Regions from separate parts of the Rattus norvegicus genome. Here region 1 is linked to region 2. The links are chromatin contacts, called in public Hi-C maps. All regions are on one chromosome and are shown on one strand. The core of a region is the stretch at or near the end of the contact, and the rest is flanking DNA. Distances in the headings are between cores, read along the strand shown.

Evidence for each region. A called contact is a pair of places that touch in the nucleus more often than the background predicts.
Region 1: a contact with region 2 is called in a Hi-C map of Schwann cells, with 6 times the contacts expected there. The contact joins the promoter of Opcml here to the enhancer-like site in region 2. A contact is called at or near these places in 3 of 12 Hi-C or Micro-C datasets (Schwann cells, frontal cortex and prefrontal cortex) and 1 of 1 datasets of contacts at active chromatin or transcription factors (oligodendrocytes).

Annotation. Positions count from the first base shown.
Region 1 is chr8:35,045,878-35,052,449 of GRCr8, forward strand. It overlaps Opcml (opioid binding protein/cell adhesion molecule-like), which reads left to right and starts at 2,163. Exons shown (of 7, transcript NM_053848.2): 1 at 2,163-2,794. The coding sequence starts at 2,628.
Region 2 is chr8:34,986,334-34,992,836 of GRCr8, forward strand. It overlaps a transcript of Opcml not described here. Among named protein-coding and RNA genes, the nearest start is that of Opcml, 58 kb to the right of the region's middle. Within about 2 kb of position 3,163, at least 17 of the 93 cell types and tissues checked have an H3K27ac peak or open chromatin away from gene starts, as enhancers often do.

The DNA.
Region 1 (6,572 bases), core at 913-3,412, 59 kb after region 2:
TCGTGTATGTACAGAAAACTCAGAACATGTATTGAAACTGTTTCCTCAGTTTTCTTGGATATAGGGGAATGTAGAGTCTGGGGGAACAGTGGTAATGCCTAAATGCTGGTCGTGCTCCCCAAATGTTTGTCGTGCTCCCCAAATGCTGGTCGTGCTCCCCAAATGCTGGTCGTGCTCCCCAAATGCTGGTCGTGCTCCCAAATGCTGGTCGTGCTCCCCAAATGTTTGTCGTGCTCCCCAAATGCTGGTCGTGCTCCCCAAATGCTGGTCGTGCTCCCCAAATGCTGGTCGTGCTCCCCAAATGCTGGTCGTGCTCCCCAAATGCTGGTCGTGATCCCCAAATGCTGGTCGTGATCCCAGCATCACCCAATCCCTGTGTGCACCATTTCTTCTCCCAACCCTGCAGCCCAAGACCTCATGAAGTCTTGTCTCCCATACCTGTTCTGCCAATATAATTTTCACTCTAGCTGATATGACTAGTGATAAGTACTCTATCCTTCCAAGGTAAGACGTTCTAATTAAAAAATTTAAGCCTAAAACGTGTACATGAGCTAAGCATTTTTACAAGTGGGACTGGGACACTATTTTTATTTTTTATTTTTTTCCTTTTCTCAGCCCCTTGGAAATGAGAGCAGGTAGAATGCCTTTGTATCCTTCGGCAACTAAAGTAATAAACACGAAGAGCTTAATGCTTATTTTTGAATTACATTTCATTTTGGCAATTGTGCGGAGCCCTGCCTAATTTAACAAAAGGCTCCGAGAAAAAAAAAGTACAGTAGAGCAGACGCACATAGCAACCATTAAATTAGGGTACAGGCATGAGTGCCACGCAGAGAAGGGAGGCTTCTGCCAGGCAGAACAGGAGCAAGAATAATGGCAGGCCCAAGGAAAGCTGGCGCTCTTGGGTTTAAACTGAAGGAGATGGATCTCAGCCCAAAGCAACCTAGGGATTGGCCTCTAGGAACACTGTATCCCGGAGTTCCCTCTTGGCACTCACTATTATGATGCTTTCTCCTGTGATCAGAAAGCCATAGATGGATTTTATGAAGTCCAGTTCTACTACTCTTTCGGATCTCCACGTGATTTTCCCAGCTCTTCCTTTTCACCACAAAGAGATCCACAGATAGTGGGGATTATTTTGCATGTTGCCTTGTAAGAAGAAATTCACTTGCCAGCTAGAAACACAGAAATGGAGTGAAGGGGCATTATGTGTCTCTAGGTAGGCCATCAGAGCAGGAAGCTTATAGCAGCTTTTTGCATAGGCCCAGGAAACACTTAGGATTAAAGTCTGAATGGACAGAGGCAGAGGAGCGGGCATCCACCCTGGCTTAGTTATCTGGAGTGGCAAAGGCACTTCAGTTCTCCGGGGTGGGGTCTGACAACTTTTGTATGGCATTGCAGAGGGAAGGTGCCAGTGTCAGTTTTCAATTTGCTGCTTTCCCCAGAACTCCTTCTCCAGCCCTCCCCTCTATCTCCCCACCCATATCAGGGGAAGCAGTGAGAGGGACTCAGCACCTCCTCATCTCGCTGGGGTACAAAGGGAGAGCAGAGCTTTTTGAGTCACTAGGCACCTTCCCTCTGGGATCCGGGCCTCGGTGGATGCTTCTGTCCCGGTGCTGTGGGGGTTAAGGTGGGCGCCCGCGCCCCGCACCCGCCAGGATGAGCGTGCAGCAGTCCGCGCCACCCGCCAGCCGGCTTGCTCTGAGTCGACACCGGGAGAAAGTGGTGGTCAGGGATGCTGCTGCTGCCATGACAACCCCGGAGGTCCGGGCCCGCGCGCGTCGGGGCTGCTCCCCGGAGGAAGGCGGCGCGGAAGCTGGGGGCGGCCGCTGAGCGTGGCGTCCGCGCGTCCCCGCATCCCGTGCAGCGTCCCTGGAGGAGGCGGGGGCCGCAGTCCGCTCGCTCAGCTCCCCGCGCTAGAGCCTGCGCCACGGTGCTCCGCGGGCTGGCGAGGGCCGGGCTGGCAGGACTCGCCCACTGGGCTACCGGGAGGACAGCCTCGGAGCGGAGGAACTGGGCTACACCTGCTGCGGGTCACCGTGTGGAACTTTTTATCGCCTTGGGGTCCAGATCCGAGACTCGGGGCTGTTTTCTAACTCCATCCAAACATGTGTGTGATCTAATAAAACATGTTCTCCTCTCCTTGAAATCGGGAGCTTTTATTTTTTATTTTTTATTTTTTTTACGACATCTCCTTTCTGTCAGAGACACTTGCCTTCTTTGGGTTATAAACTTTTGATGCCAGACCTCTGCAGAATGCGCCCAACTGAATCTTAAAGTAGCTTCACCGAGAGAGGCAGAGAACGCACAATCTGTGACCTTCGTCCCTGCTCCTTTTTTGTGTTCTCCCTCCTCCCGGGCTCCCTCCGCCCCAGGGAGCGTTGAGAAAGCTCTTTTTTGGATGCAGGAGGGGGCATCTGGTTCTGCCAGGCTGGAAAGCTGAGGCTGGAGCAGAGGAAGACTTATTAGACTCCGGAGAGCCTGGACTCAGCCTTGCCTTCTCCCGCTCCCAGCTCCTGGTTTGCTCTCTGTGTGCTTTCGTCCCTCAACACTTCCGGCTATTCTGAGAGGGCAGGGGACAAGGACCGTGCAGCTGCAAGAGTTCTAGGAAGTTGTGGCTGTCGAGAATGGGGGTCTGTGGGTACCTGTTCCTGCCCTGGAAGTGCCTCGTGGTCGTGTCTCTCAGGCTGCTGTTCCTTGTACCCACAGGAGTGCCGGTGCGCAGCGGAGATGCCACCTTTCCCAAAGCTATGGACAACGTGACGGTCCGGCAGGGAGAGAGCGCCACCCTCAGGTAGGGAGCCTTCCTTCATCTGGGGACAGAACCCACTGCACATGGCTTCAAGGGGAAGGGGTAAGGAAGAGAGGAAAAGGAAGCCAGAAAGAGGGAAATTTGAGCATGCAAGGGGCCTTTTGCAGGCCCAAGAAGTGGCCAGTTACTTTGTGTGATTTCCGAAACCAGTTTTCTTGGACCTCTTTGTCATTTGGTCTTCTTTTGGTCTGCAATCTTACAGGCAATGTTGAAGTCTACACTTGGGACTCCATGTATGCATGGGGCCATGGGGTGGCAAGTTTCACACCCGGATGAGACACTGCGTAGTAAACTAAATACCCTTGGATTTTCCTTCCAGTCCAGAAGGATGTGATGGCACAGGATTGCTCTGAGCTAACCATCTGTGATGGAAGTTTGTGTTGGGGCTACTTTTACAATGGAAGCATCTAGATTTCCTGTGCCAGGGCACGACCGTTCACGAGTCCGATAGAGACACAGCTCCCCAGTCTAAACCTGTGTTGTGTACTTGGGCCCTCATGCAAATTATGAGGCCTTTGTATTTTTGTGGGATGGGACCAAGAAGAGGAAGCATGTAGCTTTTATGCACCGACATCATTCCTGTGTGAGAAGCACAATAGGAAGCTTTTTGTTTTAGCTTAATGAGTTACAGAGAATCACTTCCACGCTCCAGGCGGTGGGGTGGGGGTGCTTGGAATATGCACCTTTGGGGACTGGGCCTGCTGCAGCAGAGACTTTAATAAAAATGCAGCCACCACTTTCCACCAGCTCAGCAGATATCATCTTTTATCCCTTTAATGAGGCAGTTCTGGTCCTAGGAGACAGATTCAGGGACGTCCCAGCTTAACTATGTCTCACAGTGTACACGGGGTGAATGCGTTTGCCCTGCCTATGACTTTGATGGTTATGGTGAAAATAAAGCATTCTGACCCAGATTCTGCAGCCAGAATGCCTGGCTCCTACAAGGAGATATTGAGGGTGGGGTTTCCTTTTTCCTGTTCCCTGTGCTTTTCCTTGTGGAATCCTTCCAACACAGACAAGCCTCTCCCTGAGGAAGAAATCAGAGCTTCTGAAACACCACTGTTCCTTACATGAACCATAGGGTTAATTTTGGATCCCTTCTGCCTTAGGAGGTCCATAGGTAAATCATCCTTTTAGCTCGCACAAGGCCCCAACCCTTGTCTTCTGGACCTACATGGTCCTAGAAAAGACAACAGAGATGTTTTTTATAGACAGCCTGAGTTACAAGTGCTTCTCCTATTTTGGACACCCCTTTAAACTTAGCTTGTAGCAGATGAGAGTGTGTTATCCTTATTTTGTTGTTTCAAGGAAGGTTCCAGATCTGCTCTTTGAGGTCTGATTTGTGGGAATGCACCTTTTGCATGGGATTGGTGGTTCAAAGGTAAAAGCAGATCACTGCAGCCGATGTGAAACCCAGGAACCATGGGCACTCATTAGGAGTGGCAGGAGAGTTTGAACATTGCCTGATACGTATTTTTCTTCCAATCTTTTGTTAGAGGCAAGGACTTGTTTCATAAACAAGGGGAAGAATATTACTGATAAATTTACAGATCCCGCCCCTGAAAATTAAATCGGAAACTTAGAAAGTTGAGCTTTTGCCTTCTGGGGTGCAGTAAGACAGTTCTACCAGCAGAGGGCCAGCTTCTGTCTTTATTTTATTTTTTTTTTTTTTTATTAGCTGCTGGCCTGTTTTCATGATCTTCAATTCTAATGTTTAACAGCTGGGCTTGGTAATGGGAAAGGGAATAAAAAGGAAAAGCTGAATAGTTGCTTTTCATGCTTTGTGGAAAACAACAACGTACGTGTTCAACTATGACTACTGCTGCTTACCTGGCTGCTATTGTAGCTGACTTTTAAAAGTCAGCACAAGCCGATTGATTTTGCCTCTCTTCTCTCTTCTGCACCTTCCCCCTGCTGTAGACAAACTTATCCCTGCTTCCACATCTTACTCTACAGAACTCCTCTACAGTTTTTACCTCATGTAATCTTCTCTTCCACTGCACCTCCACCTGACGATCTTTTCTTGTTACTTATGGTCCCTTTCCTTTCTTCCTTCCATCATTGATTCTTACCATTCTCTATGCTAAAGCAGCTTAATTCGTTTGCTACTACCTCAACTTCTCTTTAAAAAAGCATAAGCACCCCATGCAGACTTCTGCAGCTTGGCTTTCAACCCCTTTCTCTTTCCTTGCCTTCTAATCTGTTCTATGAGCTATGTTCCTTTCTTTATCTGTAAAATGTGGTACTCAGTTGTTTCACCGAGAGGCCACGTTCTCAGTAAGTGGAAAACCACAGACGTGGCCTCAGAGAAATCTACCATGTGTTATTTGGTAGTGTTTTTGCTTTTAAAAGTTACAGTTCATTTTGTCTTTTCAATTTTTGCAATACTGGGGGTCGAACCCAGGGCCTTGTGCATGCTAGGAAAGAATTGTGCTATAGCCTTACTGAATTCTCCATGGTCTTAGAGCTCTATGTAAAGTAACTTTTAAGTCTCCGTGAAAGAGTTCATTGGTGATTTATTTCTTGGGAAGTTAGTGTTCGCAATGTATCAAAGAATTAAATGATACTCATGTCTGTCAGAATTAGGAAACACTCTTGAAGGTCCCAGGTCACACGACCCTCAGTTCCTAAATCTTGAACAAAGTCAGACAAGGAGGAGAGAGCAGGTAAAGCCAAGAAATCTAGAAGCTTGGGTACACTCAGATTTTCCTGTGAAATTTCCCCAGCTCAGAGAGTTCAATGGCTTCCTGTGGGAGATCAGTTTTGTTGCCACAGGCCTTTGGTTCTACTGAGGGACCTTCGGAAGTGACGTGGCTAAAGAAGACTGAAGTTCTCAGTATAGATAAAAACTCATTTTATATACACGAGGCCATATTACTGTCCCTGTAACTATTCATAGGGCTGCTTGAAAAGTAAAAATAATTATTTTAATGCCGAGTTATTTTGCCTTTTGGAAAAGAAACGATATGGAAAATGAAGGCGCTATTCTTTATAGTTGAATTATACCTTCTATGAATCTGATTTGAATTCATTTATTACAAATGGGCCCTCTTGGCCGGAATCATTTCATTACAATTATGAGCTGTTGGGTTAAAAATGTTCTGTGCCTTTCTGTTAGATTAGATATGACAAGTATCTAGGAGTCCTCTGTCTGAATCGATGATCATATTCGGATGGGAGCTCAGGCTCTGGGCATGGTCAGCTGTCATCCGAGAAGCCATTTCAACTGCAAGTACAAGCCATACTCTCTTCCTGGACCAAAGGCACCTTGCGACTTATTTTCCCTCCTCTGTGTGCTTTGTTTCCCTACTCACATGGATATTTTGAGGGGTGTCCTAGATGAGTGGCTATACTTGGGGTAGTTTTCAGGCAGTGGGTAAATCCAATATGGTGGCTTGTTTTGTTGTTACTATGTGTTTTCTTGCCTTTTCATAGTAATCTGTTGCTGATTTTTGCTTGCTGATCTACGATTATGCTTAATGATTCTTTTCTAAACTACCCTGTATTTTTATTTGATGGTCTGGGGTAATCCATTCAGAAAAGGTATGTGAGGTTTAACTTCTGTCCATGAATAACCCGAGCCATAGGATTTCACCAAAGCAGCTGGGACAGTGTAACTCCCAAGGACAATGTGCTGGCCTTGACCTGCTGTTTTGTGTACTCTTCATCCACTAACAACAGCTTGACCTTTCATGTGAACTAGCAAATGTGATTTAAGGCAGTCCTTCAAAGCATGCATCATACTTGTGTGTGTTAACGT
Region 2 (6,503 bases), core at 1,913-4,412:
ACAGGATGTGAGTGGCAGCTGCATCCCAGGTCCCGGGGACCCAGGAGTCATCAGTAAATAGGAAAAGTAGCCGTGACAGACAGATCGAGGAAGAGAAGGGTGAAAGCTTCCTTTAATTCTACATGTGAAGGTGTGCAGTGCTGACAGTTACCCAGGGACCCCGAGATACCAGGCTCCCTAACTTAATCAGACAGATAATGCATGCAGCAGCAGCGGAGGTCACACCAGGAAATGTGGGACAATAGGAGATGGCCCGTGGGGCCTTGTGCTGTGATGGAGATAATAAACGATATAAAAATCTGTCACCGAGAGATAACTGATGAATTAAAATCAATTATATGTTTAAAATAATAGATGTTCACTTCTTCCCTACTGGAAACAGGATGGCTTGGACGGGCCTCACAGGTCCTAACACAAGAGTGGTGCTCTGTGATGTTGTCTTTACCAGCCAGACTGAAATTATCCCCCAGACAGACTTCACCAGTTTGTCTGCTTCTTTGTTTCAGGAAATGAAAACACAGGGACCCATGAGCTGAGTTCCTCAGTTTACCCCTCTCCTCACTGCTAACCGTGCCTTCATGGAACCCCCATGGAACCACTGAATGAGTTCTAGAAGGCAGGGCCTCTCAGGCAAGGAATATACTCTGAGCCTTTGCTCTTCTTCCTGTACAACATGTGTTATAACCCAGTCTGTAATGAAGATGAACATCTGTGAAAATATGCTAATTTCTATGAGCAATTCTGAAGTAGAACATACAGTACTACAAGTAGATTTGGGGTATTTGCTGAAGGAATCTAGTTTTGTGCCCCACTGCATCTCCCTTTTGTTTCTCTACTTTCTTGCCTAATGATGTGAATGCTGTAAACGCAGGAGGGAAGGAGGGGGCAGAATGGAGAGAGGATGGGACTGAGAAAGTTTTAGGTTCTTCAGCACTTAGGATTCCAATTTGCTCTGTTCTTTTGTAGTAACATACTCATATCACTGTGGTAGGTGAGGATATTACAAGTATAAGCTTACATCCTAGATCCAGCTTCTCTCTCTATACTGAGCACAGTAGTCCACCAAGACTGTCATAGAACCCAACTCTACCAGTCTCCCTCTTTCTCCTGTCTGCCTACAAGTTTCTACTTAGTCTTTAAATGACCATATCTTAATTTCCTTGGCAGAGTTCTGTGAGACCACTGTTTTCTCCTTGGTAGGAAATGCTCTCTCCTTTTTTCACAACAAGGTTGAAATTTACACATTTGAGTATATTTTGTTTACTGTACGTCTCCACGAGACAGAAAGTGGGAGTTAGGAAACATTTGGGGTTTTATGTATTGTGTGCTTTCCTTTTCTTGTTAACTGCATATAAACTAGAGGTACCTGAGAAAGGGAAACCTTGACTGAGAAATTGCCTCCATCAGACTGGCCTATAGTCAAGGCTGTGGGTGGCATGTGCCCTGTGTGCGGAGCATTGAGTTGTCTAAGAAAGCAGGCTGAGCAAGCCAAAGGGAACAAGTCAATAAGCAGCATTCCTCTATGGTTCTGCTTCTAGGTTCCTGCTTGAGTTTCTGTCCTGCCTTTCCCTCAAGGATGGACTCTTATGGGACTCTATCAGACAAATAAACCCCTTCCTTCCCAAGTTGCTTTTGGTCATGTTGTTTGTCACAGCAACAGAGACCAAACCTTGCTAGCAATTTATTGTTTCACATCAAGAGTCATCGGAACTTTTAAAGCTTTAGGTGTAGTCGCTGACAAGTGAGAGTTGCTATGGTTCATTTGATGGCGAGCTTGCTTGTGAGAACTGCCCAGTAAGAGATGCTAAGCATGCCTTTGGCTATACCTGTGAGGGTGCCATCAGAGTTTCCTAACTAAGAGAGAAGGCCACTTTAAATGTGATTGCAGCAAAGGATGGGATGGGATTACATGGCGAAGGACTACTCTCGGTAGACAGAGTTTGCATCACCATGACAAACACCCAGGGAAAACAACCTGAAGAGATTTCTTTGTTTGGGTGAAGAATTTGAGGAGGTTTGGTCCTTGGGTGCTCAGCCACATGGGTTTGGGCAGAACATCATGGCAATATGATCAAGTGATGGATGTGCGTGCACTCTTGACAGATCAGTAGCAGAAAGAAAGAGAGAGAACCAAATATGCCCATCAAAGACATCTCCAGATACCTATTATCTCTGGCTTTGCCCACTGCCCAAAGTTCCACCATCCTCTTCCAAACAGAGCACATGGCTGGGGACCAACTTCAATTCAAAAGCTCATAGGGGATGTTTCATATTCAAATTTTACTACTCTGTCTGATGGCAGCCCTAGGGTATTGGCTGAGTTTGCACCTCCCTGCCCACCCTTTCATGGTGCTTAGCCTCATCAAGGTCCAGAAGCAGCAATGTAGACTGACCACGGACTGAAACCTCTGAAGAGACAAGACAAGAGTGGTAAGGTGCTCCATCGGGTATTTTGTCACGGCAACGAAAAGTCTAGCACCAGCCATTGCAATAATAGCATTCTACTCCTAAGGCAGTTCATGAAATGACACAAAGTGGCAGTATCCAGAGGGCACTGAACAATCCATCGTTGCCGATATGAAAATTCCTTCAAATAACATTCTTGCTACTTCGATTACACACTAATGGTGTTCACCTGATTATGAACATCTTGCAGACAGGGACGATGCTGCACACATCATGCCAGGATCAAGTCCAAGCCCTGGCTTTGGAAGCAGCTTCAACACTTTTAATGTACACTGTATTGAAAGGGCATCGGGCTCACAAGTTACCCCCAGGTCCCGAGACATTCATTTGAACTAGCGCAAACTGCAAACAGAGCTTTACACTTGAAAGTCCCTATCTAGGTCTTTAACCATCTGTGCCCAAAGCAGTTGCTTGCATGTGGGATGGCTGTGTTAAAACAGGTCATGTGCAGACTTCCCGAGCTGAACTAGGGAAGCTGCCTTGGAGGCGGCTTCTATCTCTCCCAGCTCCTCCCCTCCTCTTAACTCCTCCTCTGTGCACTCACGCTGACCTGGTAGATTCCCAGTCTTTGGGAAGGGCTTGTATTAAAAGTTTCATTAGAGAATCACGCCAGGGTTTTTAAACAGCAGCGTTCTAGCTGTAAAGGCTTGGAAGTAGTCCCTGGGTGTGCACCAGGAGTGGGCTGATGGCTTCGGTGCCAGCCACTGCAGCGCGCTGGGACTCCCGCCCTGAATCTTATTTACATTGGGACTAACAATAGCTCTGCTGCTTGGCTATAAATAATTTCTGGGGAAGAGTTGTCTAATTAAACGTGCAGCAGTAAGGAAAGTGCTTTAACCACAAGGCTGGTGTCCTAATGAACGTAATCACTGTATGGGGACAGCTTAGGAATCACATCCAGACACCTCCCTGTGGAGGTAGGGAGGTAGAGGGGAAATTCGTAGGAAGAATTTCCAATCAATATTTAATTGTGCATTGTGTTAAACTCATTTAAGGCCCTCTTTCTCCTTCTTGTTCCTCATACTAAGAGGTAAAAAGGATTTGAAAATGTAGCTTTTTAGAGTGGCTCAAGTCTCAGATTCCAGTGGGACAATTGTCTCCAAGTTTTCAATGCATGGCAATTACTAGGATACACAAAAATTATTAATTAGTAAGTGGTCTGTAAATTCTGATGGGTGCTGCATTGAAAGAAACAGAAGTGTAAGGTCTAATTGAAGTTTTATTCTGCCTCTGGCCACGATAACACCAGACTCTAGGCCCTTTGAGGACTTGGGCAGTGTCCTGTGTCCTTTGACCTTTCCAAGTCAAGCATTGGGAAGATAAGACTGTTCCCCTGGGATGAAGGAACCACACTGTCATCAGGGCAGAGACAGCATGCTTCTGCTGATGTCTGAGCTACTAGGAGCAGATCAGCAGGAACGGCCAGGGCAGCCATGCTTGATTCTGCTTCAGTGGAGACAACACTATGTATCATCCTGAGGGAAAAGTCTGTAGGATACAGGATGCTAACAGTCCTGAGGATAAAGAGGGGACCATGTGAGAAAGAATACTGTGTCATCCGGTTAATGTTTGTAAGTAATGTAGGAACCATATATGTAAACATCTGCATATATGTACATGGTAAGGACATGCAATTACAGATAATAGGTGTGTGTGTGTGTGTGTGTGTGTGAGCGAGCACGCACGTGCATGTGCATGTTTGTGAGTACATGAGCAAGCATGAGCACATACACACATGCCTTGGATACGGACTAGCTAGGACATATTGCTATGGTAACCTGCACGCTCTTGAAGACCGGCTTAAAGGATGGAGGGAGAGGATTCACGTGCAGAGGTAGCCCAGGCCAAGCTGCATGGAAACAGCAGGCCAACAGTCACTCCATAGACCCCGATAGTCAGAGATAAAGGAGGAAGTGTGGGCACCTGTGATGAATCAAATTCACCACTGGATGTCAACGTTGCTCTAGCTAATTAGAAAACCTGCAGAAATCCCATTCTCTCGCATGTTGGGGGTGGGTTTAGGCAAGGATCAATTTATGGAGTAAATGTGCGGGGGAGGGGAAGGTGAAAACATCAACCTTCTGAAGGAGTCCACAAAGCAAAAGCATGGAACCAGTTTTGACTTTCCTTCCTTCAGTCACAGCTACCCACCTCATAATCTTCTAGTTGCTCTCTCTCTATCATCCGGCTCTTCAGCTAACACACCCAGGCATACTACAGAATACTGCCATTCATGTTTCTTATTGTCTAGCACCTACCACCCACATGCACGTGCCGAAATCTGAATGACAGGAGGGTAGAATTCTCATTTCTGCCTATGTATCTGTCTATAACTCAGCCTGACACAGAACACATGTTTGCTAAGTATTTGATCAGAATAGATAAATGGTCACTAGAAGAACTGATACTGTTTAGTTAGTCAATGAAGATAGAAACAGGGGGCTTATTCCAATAGTGATGGGAGTTCTGCTTTCTCTGAAATGTCTAACAGTGTGGCTGGAGAAGAAAGGGCAGATGAGGACGCTTAAGCTTGGAAATGTCATGTCGGAAAGCCTGGGGGTGTCAAAGACGTGCTGCTACTGTGACCATAGCTCCCTTGTCAGTACAACAGAATAATTGTAACCTACCACACCTCTGGAGGAGGCTTCTGGAGATCACCTCACAGGTACATTGTCATACAATGTACTCTGCTTGGGCAGGAGAAGCCAGGTCCTTCTCAAGTCTCAAGTATGCTACCAGCACAAGGAACGACACACAACATGGGGATTATGATCCTTTTCTAACCCACAGAAGGTCAACTTAACCATGAATATCAAATGTAATCATCATCATCATCATCATCATCATCATCATCATCATCATCATCATCATCAGAGTTCAAAAACCATCTTGGAGAAATTACAGTGGGCCCAGTCAAGATGCTAGAGGGATATGAAATGTTTTTCCTTCACGGGATGAGACTCAAGTCTGCTGGGTGTTTCTTCTCTTCTGTGGACATGTTGACAGCATCTTGGACTTCCATGGCAGCCGTACTAGCATCGTTCTGAATCCATATGCTTAATTTTTAATAAATAAATGAAATCAAATTAAGCACAAAGAAAAATAGGTCTACAGTGCAGAGCCATTTCAAATTATTTACTGTGCTGTCACTTTAGGCTCATTGATGCTTGTTAATTTTTCTGAATTTGATGATAAGCACCATTTATAAGCTAAATAAGACATTATTAGCAGTATCCTGGCAGAAATGTACAAGGACACCGCTAAGCTAAGGTGAAAAATGTAGTATTGAATGAAATTTAATTAGTGGATTTTGTTCTATTAGTGGCTTGTATATTGCATTTAGGGAAATAAATATAAATATGATCCAGGCAATCTTTCCAGTGAGAAAATGTCACCGATAATATAACATCACTCCTACTCTTTCAAGCAGATGTGGGATGAAAATTGATGTCTTGGTCCCTTGCCAGTCAAAAGATTTTCTGGTTTGTGGTTCTGATAATAGCTAAGTAGAGGGGAGATGCCTTGTGTGCAGCTCCTGTGGGTAGGAAGAAGGGAGAAGGGTACCTGGTGTGAAATAGCGTTAGCCGTTTTTTCTCACAATAGTCCATTGAGCAGTGCCTCTCAGAGAACTGGACAGTGGTTATGGTTTGCTTTGGTGATGTCTTAGTTAGGGTTTCCATTGCTGTGGAGAGACATCATGACCATGGCAACTCTTATAAAGGAAAAGACTTAATTGTGACTGGCTTACCGTTCAAAGGCTTAGTGTGTTATCATCATGGCGGGAAGCATGGCTGCATACAAGCAGATATGCTACTGGAGAAGGAGCTACGAGTTCTACATCTGAGTCCACAGGGAGGAGGAAGAGAACGAAACATACTTCCTCTAACCAGGCCACACCTACTGCAACAAAGCCACACATCCCAAAAGTGTAACTCCCTATGAGCCTAGGGGCAGTATTTTTTTTTTAACCACTACATTCAACTCCCTGGCCCCCATAGGCTTGTAGCCATATAATATAGAAACACATTCATCCAAAC